2 separate regions of the Mus musculus genome follow, and region 1 is linked to region 2. The links are chromatin contacts, called in public ChIA-PET maps. All regions are on one chromosome and are shown on one strand. Each heading gives the region's core, a stretch centred on a gene start, on an enhancer-like site or on the middle of the called end of the contact. The rest is flanking DNA. Distances are from core to core; before and after follow the strand shown.

Region 1 (4,323 bases), core at 1,245-3,744, 530 kb after region 2:
TTGCCAATGGACCTGTCTGGCATAAGGACAAGACAGGGCTGCTAGCTAAGAGAGCATCATTTAGAAAGGACAGCCTAGTGTAGAACCTCGGCAACTCTAGAGTCGATGGAAGTGGACTCATGAAATCAGACCTTGAGAGACCATCCAACTAGAGGCCCTCACCTGCACAGCTGAACAGCTGGAGCTGGGAAAATGACCTGCTCTTTGTGCTACTGTGTGGTTAGGTTATCTGTGGCTGGGCTCAGGATTGGTTGTTTCCAGGGTCTTTAGCTCCTTATCCAAGAGTTAAAACAGGGCTCACATAGATTTACAGAAAAACTGAGTAGCAGTATAGATTAAAAAGACACTATGAAAGGACTGTGCTCCACAGGATGAGAGAGTGCTCAAGGGAGCCAGTCCTCCCGAGCTTCCCTTCATAGAGTCTAGAGAAGTTTGATTACTAAGTGGTATACCATGAGTACATATTACGTCATATGTCCATTTTTTTTCTATTGTTTTTCCCTTCCTATAATGCACTTGACTTTAATCATGTGTGTGTTTAATTATGTGTTGGTACTGGGTGGTAAATATGGGATTTACCCTAAGAGGTATATGCCTTACTATACATGCATCCACAACCAGCTCAAACTGGACCAAACCCTTGTATTCTTCATACTCTGGTGTGTTGGGACTACATTTGAGTAGAAACGACCATGGCACATGGAAGGAAGTACATGTAGCCTGATGTAGACCGGGTATGAAAGAGGTTCTGAGATTGCTAGGCACAGTGTTTGGAGAAGGGTATGCATACATAGCAGGTACAGGTGAAGGAATTAGGCCATCAAGTGCATTATTAGTACAGGGGTTCATGTGTGTACAACCCAAAACCAAAGGGTATCCTGGGATGGTTGCCTGCCTCCAACTAAAGAGATTGTTGGGGTGTTGTGTGAACACTTAAAATTTTTTCCTCCTTTTTTCCTGTTATTTGAAAACATCCTATAAGCACAGGGTAAATACATAAGTAAAAATAGAACTGGCAAGGCTGGAGAGATGTCTCTGTAGCTAAGAACATTGGCTACTTTTCCAGGGACCTTGGTGTAATTTGTAGCACCCACACAGCAGCTCACAGCCATCTCTAACTCCAGTTACGGGGATCCAGCAACCTTTTCCAGAACTACTCACATGTGTTGCACAAACACCTGCAGGTCAAACAGCCATACACTTACAACAAATCTTTTTTTTTTTTTTTAAAGAAAATGTCCCCGGTTCGTAGGGAATGAAATCTGTAACTCAAACTGGCCTGTAAAAATTCCTCGGGATGAATGACTGTAGGTGTGACTCAGTTGTACTAGGTTTGATCTTTAGCCTGCAGTGTCTCAGGCCGGGAGATCAGGAACTCCTCAGTCACAGTGCAGATTTCAGACCAGCCTAGACCTCAGGAAATAGCCTACACCTGTGCCATATTTCAAAACAAACAGACAAAAATCATTCTATCTAATCATAGTGGCATAGACCAATGAGTTCAAGGTCAACCTGTATTACACGGCTCAGAGCAACCTGTATAACAAAGCAAGACCCTCAAAACACAAGCCAATTACTTTCTGCCACTTTACCTAAAGTCCTAGAAAAAGAAATCCTAAAGAAAACCCCCTGCATCAGAGATAAGGTTGAATCAGTCTTAACTGCATCCATCTCTAGCCTCAGGAGCATGATCGTCTCGTGCTCTGAGCATCACTCATGCTACTAACTTGGCAAGACATCATGCTGTTCGCTAGTCTGTTTTTTATTAGCTTGTGAGCTTCCAAGGGTACGTAGCCAGAGCCAGGTTCTAAGTAGGCTCTTGGTGAACTGATTTCTAATGGATTGACCTGGAGGTCAAATTATATCCACTGTGGGATCCCAATACTCACTACAGTACCTAGCATGTGACTGGCGCTCCAGTGAGTTGGTAGAGAACACAATATTTTTCTGGCTATACAATAATATATATTTGTTCTTACGAAACAGAATGAAAATGTGAAGACACACTTATCTTTTTGATCACACAAGCGATGCAACAGCAGCACATCAGTTATAAATCACAAAGAACACAGTGAAGAGAGAACAGAAACCTGGGTCATGATAGTGAGAACGACTCTCTTATCGCCCTAAGCCAACACTATGTAGCTGCCATACTGAATTAGCAACACACCTCACCTTCTCTTGATCTCATATTTGCTGTCTCCCCACTCTACAGGAAACCCCAAATCTCAGTAGCCGAGAATATTCGGGATCCATACAACATTAGCACTGTGGCAAGTGAAATATTTTGGCAGGCGAACCGCAATGATTTGCAGGCAAAAATGACGTCACGTGCCAGGAGGTGTTAGGTTGGTGTTCTCACTGGGACTGAGTTCGTATTTCTAGTAAGTGACCAGCTGAAAACGTGAAGGGAGCAGCAAATGCAGCTGTTTAGCTCAGAGTTGTGACTTCCTGTTCAACTTTATGGAGGAGGTGAGAACACCAAGAGAAACTCCACAGAGATGCCTGTCTTCACATTTCCTTCTCTGGCTTTCACCATTAATTTTACACTGCACAGGATATACCACATTGTCTGCTTACTACAATGTGTGCAGGAAATGTACAAAAATAGCATTCTAGGTATGGAGAGAACCTTAGCAATAACTGGAGTGTGTGTGTGTGTGTGTGTGTGTGTAAAACAAGTTATCAGCAAAACTCATATGTAGGGAAAAAGTTCTGGTAATATATGGTATATTATTACTGTGACATTACTAAGATGCCACGATATGGTTTTGACTTTGTTAACTTTGAAACCATATTCACTTTTAGCATTAAATGCAACACATAAGGCTTGTGTTTTCCATGGCTTTCACTAATAATCATTGCCTTGGTGACAGTGAGTCACTCGTCAAATAGTGGCCCAGACTGATGATAAGAGCAGCTTCCTGTATCTCACACCTGGGCTCAGACCACAGCTTTCTTCAGAAATAATGCGTATTAACACCTCTTCGCTCTAGGGAAGACTCCTGTTGTGTTGGCTGGAAGGAAGAGGCAAGATTAGGAGACATGATGCATTTGAAGACATTCTTACTACAAAAATCACACTTGTAACTAACCCTAGTCTCTTCCACTTTTAGGGAAGGTCCTTGGAGAAAATAAGATGTTCAAAAGGAAAAGCCAACCTCAGAGCTGGCATGATGCTGGCTGCCCATGGTTTTACATCTTTACTGTTTCCCCCAGGTCCTTTTGCTGAAATGCTTCTTCCACTTGGCCCCCCCACACAGCAAGACAGCCCTTAGTGGGACCCATCTACCCTCTGAGGCCTTTCCTGAACCTCAAGATTTCCTTGAATCTCTTAAACCAATTCAGCTTTGTTCAAGTTTGTCAGGCTTGGGCTGGAGAGATGGCTCAGCCATGAAAGGGGAACTCAACCAAAGGCTCACACAAACGTTTGCTAACCTTGTGTGAATTTTCCTGAGGACTTGTTTAATGAAATGCTTTTTGTTCAATCAAATACAGTGCTTTCTCTTCTCTTTATCAAGTTTTAATTAAGTGCATGTCTCAAGCCCTAAACTCTGGGATCCTGTTGTTCTTAAAGGTACCCATGATCTGCATATTAAGCTAGAGCTCAAATTCAAAAAGAGAAGGAAAAAGGAACTGATGCTTGTTTGATATGAACTATTGATTATAAATGTGTGGGACAAATGGCATGGATGGTGTCTGTCACTGGTGGTGTCTGCTGGCACTGGTTTTGAGTCCATTAGAAGGTTCATCAGAAAGCTATGAGCACGTACTGCAGGTGAACCAGATTGTGTGTGAAGACATAAGATGGGTAAGGCAGTGGGAGACTTAGGGAGTTTGGATCAGGGCAAGTGGTGGACACACTTGGTGTACACATAGCAGTAGCTGAAATCAGGTGGGAGCAATTGTGAGAGATACATTTGCCCTCTGTGCAAGAGGGCACAGTAGAATACAAGGATGAACAATTGTTTTAAAGCTTTTCAGTATTTGCCCAACTAGAAAGCTAGACATGGTGACTTTTCCCCTCATGTTTTGTCCAATGAGTGCTAGACTAAAGACAGTATCTGTAAAAATCTACCACTCTATGATGAGTGACATTAAAAAAAGATGTTTATGAAACTCATAATAATGATAAAAGCTACATTGTAATAGATTGATTCCTTAGTGCTTCTGAGTTTATCACAACTTCATACCATATATAGATCGTGACATATTATGTAAGTAAAATCTTACAAGCCTAACCTTACAAATTCCTCCATATGCAAGTGTCCATCTTAAGATAATGGCGGATGCTCACTACACGGAGTTAGTTGGTCCAGTGGA
Region 2 (4,110 bases), core at 1,067-3,566:
CTTTTTTCCTTGTTTTATTGTAGTATTATTTTCACACATACATTTCAGCTCTTTTTGAATGTAAAGTTTTAATAATTTTAGCTAGGATTACAGTTGCACAATGAATCCCACAATCACAATAAAGAACATACCACCACCACCTTAATTATTTTCTATTTTCACAGAAACATTGGCATTGTTGATACAATCTCCCATTTTGTGTTTTCTTTTTAAATTTTCTGTTTATTCTTTCAGAAGAACTCTAGAATGACTGCCCAAGTCAGAATGACTATCTCTGCCTTATCTTCAAAGCATGAGTCGGATAGATCAGAGCAGGAATCCAGTCATGCACAGTGTGACTGACACAAGGTGAGTGGCTAGCCTCTCTGATGGCCATGATTGTAAAAATGGTGCTGGAATTGGGGGTTGACGTAAGAAATGGTGAAAATAACTACTGAACCTACAGCAAGGGCTTGCGATGTGCCACACACTTCTAAACATTTTGTTTACAGTGATTGACTCGACTCTCACAATAGTCCTGTGGAGAACAGATTTTTCTTTCTCCTGGTTTCAAGATGCAGAAACCAAAGTGCATAGTAGTCAAATAACTTTCCAGTCCTGAGTCAGGCCAAGAGCCATGTGCTGGCGTCTGCTGTGCTCCTCTGCCTGCCAGCCAAGGGGCGGTTCAGAGAGCTATGTTGCCTTTGTTACATTGTTCATCTTCTGTATGCTTTCAATAAGTTATAGAGTTGTCTTCATTTGTACCAAGAACATTTTTAGTTAAGGTTAGGCATAAATGTTTTATGCCCTTTGGTACTATTGTTGATAGGTTTCTCTCTCTCTCTCTCTCTTTTTTTTAAATGTGTTTTCTTACTGGCTACTGGGGGAAATAGCCAAACTGCGATTCATTCCCAGTATGCAACTAAAAACACCATATCAGTACCACTGAACACGCCCCACAAGCAACAGTTTCAAGAATGCTAACACTGAACACTGCCGGTTGAAGCGAGGAGATTGATAATGAGAAAGAATGGACTAGCACTTCAGGCCTTCACCATTGCGCAAAGGAACAGAGACGAGAAAGAGTAGAAAGAAAATAAGAGGCTGGAAACGCACATTACACCCACCCCCAAGTTTTATTCTTAATCGTCTTTTTCTTGTGCTACTTTAAAATCTTTATCTATGATTTAAATTGACCAAGGGAAAATTTAAAAACAATATTTCCCCTGGTTAAAAAATTCTGAGGTAAAAAAAATTAAAAATAAATAAAAATAAATAAAAAATAATTAAAAAGAAATTCTGAGGTGAGCAAGTAGTTCTTCATATATAGATGCTCAAGTCCTGTTATACTTGACAAATGAGTCAGGGGAAACAAGCTTCTAGCTTGTTTTAAATTTAATTTCTCCTCAATAGACAAATATTGTTCATGTTTAGGGGAGGGAACCCTTGGGCAGTATGTTGAAATGTTTTGACGCGTGTGCGGTAGATGTAATTAAAAGTGAGAATGTCAGTCCTTTGGAGAGCATCTTACTGTCAGTCAGAATCTACTGTGTCACTGGAACAATGATTAATCTGCTATCAGTTGGGACAATGGCAAGAAAGGTTGCATTCAGGGTTTAAGAATAGGACAACTTAAGGAAGGTTAAATAAAGAGCTGTTTGCAAAGGGTGTTGGCTGTGGACAAAGTGGAAGGAATGGCAATGTACACAGGGATCACTGCCCATGAAACATGTCCCACCAGACCAGAGGGAAGGCTGATGGGACAGAAGCAGCCCTGTGAATAAGGCCACGGTACGAAGATTCCCAAAAGACAGTCAGATCCAGGTCCAGCACAATACACCTACTACACACTCAAAGCCAAAACAGTACAGAAAAAAAATTGGTAATTTCTAATACTCACTCAGCAACACGTTTGACTGTAACTTGATGAAACACAAGAAACACATTAATCTAGATTTAAAGTTATAAATAACAAAACCCTAAGAAATGAGAAAGGGGGGGAGAGAGAGAGACAGAGAGAGACAGAGAGAGACAGAGAGAGAGAGAGAGAGAGAGAGAGAGAGAGAGAGAGAGAGAGAGAAAAGAGTATTTGATCACCACACTGGGAACTCCAGGAGCATATCTGAGCCTAAGGGCTCAACGACGGCAAATGGAGAAGTCTGGGTCTGTAGGTGTGCTGTTGCAGAAGAGCTAATCAGAGGCTCGGCAACCGCAGGAGCTCAGCTCACCCAAGCATGAGTCATCAAAGCTTAGAAGGAAGCCACTCAGCTAGGGAATCCGAGAAGTTAACTAGCACATGACACCATTGAGCCTGTCCAGAGCCAGGCCCACTACCTTTCTTCGACTTTGCCCTCCAGCCTTGTACAAAGCGCTCTGCTTTTGAGCACAAGGTTCAAAGATTCCATTCATACCAGTGGATGCCTGCAAATCACACACACTAGCCAGAAGCAGGAATTTCTTTTGAGAGGAAAAAAAAAAAAAAACCTCAAAGTGAGAGCTTCTTAGTTGTTCTGTAATTTGATGAAATGAAATATCCTATATTAAAATTTTAAAACATCTACAAACTAACCATAACGGCTCATACCTCCCTATAATCCTAGTTAGTTGGGAGGCTGAGGCAAATGGACTGTCAACAGTTCAAAGCCAGTCAGGGCTATGCAGTAAAACCTTGTTTTAACAAATCAAACCACCAACGGTGTTATCAGAGTACCTTCAACTATTTGCCTTTCTCGGCAATGTTTTCTTCTCTTTCTAACATCAATTTCCCTCATCTGGGGAGTAGAGACAGTAACTGGAAGAGGCAGGCTTATGATGATCTAGAAGCTCAGTTTCTGGGGAAAGGAAGGCCTCTTTTGTCAGAATTCTTCGAAATCTCATGGGAGCTTTTTTTTCACTGATTCAGCTGGGTCTGTCTCCGTCCTCAGAGAGAAATGAAACACCTGATGCGCCGTGCTTCCATGTCTTGACAACCCCAGCTGCTGGGAGTGAGTCAGCCTCACCTGAGCCACGCAGCGTAATGATGATGGGGGAAGGGACCTGTGTGCAGAACAGACAGACGGTAGAAACGCTTTTCCAAATGTTTATTTCTTCACATTAGCAATTATCAAGCTTGGCTACACATTACAATCACCTGGGAGCACAAGACCCAAGAACAATTTAGTCACAGGCTCTTGGCAACAGAAACCCAAGAATCAGCCTGATTATAGCAACAGGGTGTTACTAATGTACAACCAGGGTTGTCAGACATCATGTATAGACAATAGTATTTCTTAGGCTGTGGCCAGTTAAGGATGATATTGGTCTTGTTCTGTGATTGATGTTAACTTGTTATTCAAATCTAAAGCCTGATAAGATGAACAATAACATAGATTTTGGTTATTTCTGTGTTCTTGCATAGAAACTGACAGAACAACCAAAGACGGGTGGTGGTGGGGAAATCCATGGATGACTTTCACAACCAAACTGGATACAAAACCCACCCACACACCATAAAGTAAAATTCAATGATACCAGCACATAATGTCTGTGCAGTTGGTTCAAAGCGAAGCTACCGGATGGCTGAAAGATGAGATCGAGGGAAAGCAGACACTCCTCAGCTTCTGATGGGTTATGTCACAACAAATTTGTCTTAAATTCAAACTGGCACACGTCAAAACACATTAGACACCAAGGTTAGGCAATCCACAGCTTATGAATGGTGGCTAACCTTGCGGCTCCATGACTAGCTGAGAGCTGTGATGTGCTTTCATGCACAGCATCAACAAACAGTATTGTACAACATATCGCTCTGCCCAGAACTCAAATGTGAAGGCCGGGGACTTAGTTCAGTTGTCAAAGCGCTGGCATAGCATCCACAAAGTGTTGGGTTCAATACCCAGCACTCCTTAAACCAAGCTGGCAGCACAAGCCTGTAATGCCAACACTAAGGAGATATAAAGGCACGTGATGCAAAGCTCAAGGTCACTATCAGCTAGCTATGGTTTTTGTCTTGCTTTTTATTCTTTCTCTTTTTCTTTATTCTTCTCTCATACAGTACATCCTGACAGCGGTTTCCCACGCCTCCACTCCTCTCAGACTCCTCCCCCATTTTCCCTCTCTCCATTTCTTTTCAAAAAAGAAAGCAGGCTTCCC

What was found. ChIA-PET counts read pairs in DNA pulled down with a chosen protein or histone mark.
Region 1: an RNA polymerase II ChIA-PET map of effector CD8 T cells shows a contact between it and region 2, with 6 read pairs. The contact joins two enhancer-like sites. A contact is called at or near these places in 2 of 115 datasets of contacts at active chromatin or transcription factors (CD8 T cells and effector CD8 T cells).

The regions. Positions count from the first base shown.
Region 1 is chr1:52,032,642-52,036,964 of GRCm38.p6, forward strand. The region is part of intron 3 of Stat4 (signal transducer and activator of transcription 4); the gene reads left to right. Among named protein-coding and RNA genes, the nearest start is that of Stat4, 27 kb to the left of the region's middle. Within about 2 kb of position 2,495, at least 20 of the 459 cell types and tissues checked have an H3K27ac peak or open chromatin away from gene starts, as enhancers often do. A contact at or near this core is called in CD8 T cells and effector CD8 T cells, where this site is marked.
Region 2 is chr1:51,507,030-51,511,139 of GRCm38.p6, forward strand. Gm17767 (predicted gene, 17767) reads right to left here. Exons shown (of 4, transcript NR_151621.1): 4 at 2,476-3,015. Among named protein-coding and RNA genes, the nearest start is that of Nabp1, 31 kb to the left of the region's middle. Within about 2 kb of position 2,317, at least 220 of the 459 cell types and tissues checked have an H3K27ac peak or open chromatin away from gene starts, as enhancers often do. A contact at or near this core is called in CD8 T cells and effector CD8 T cells, where this site is marked.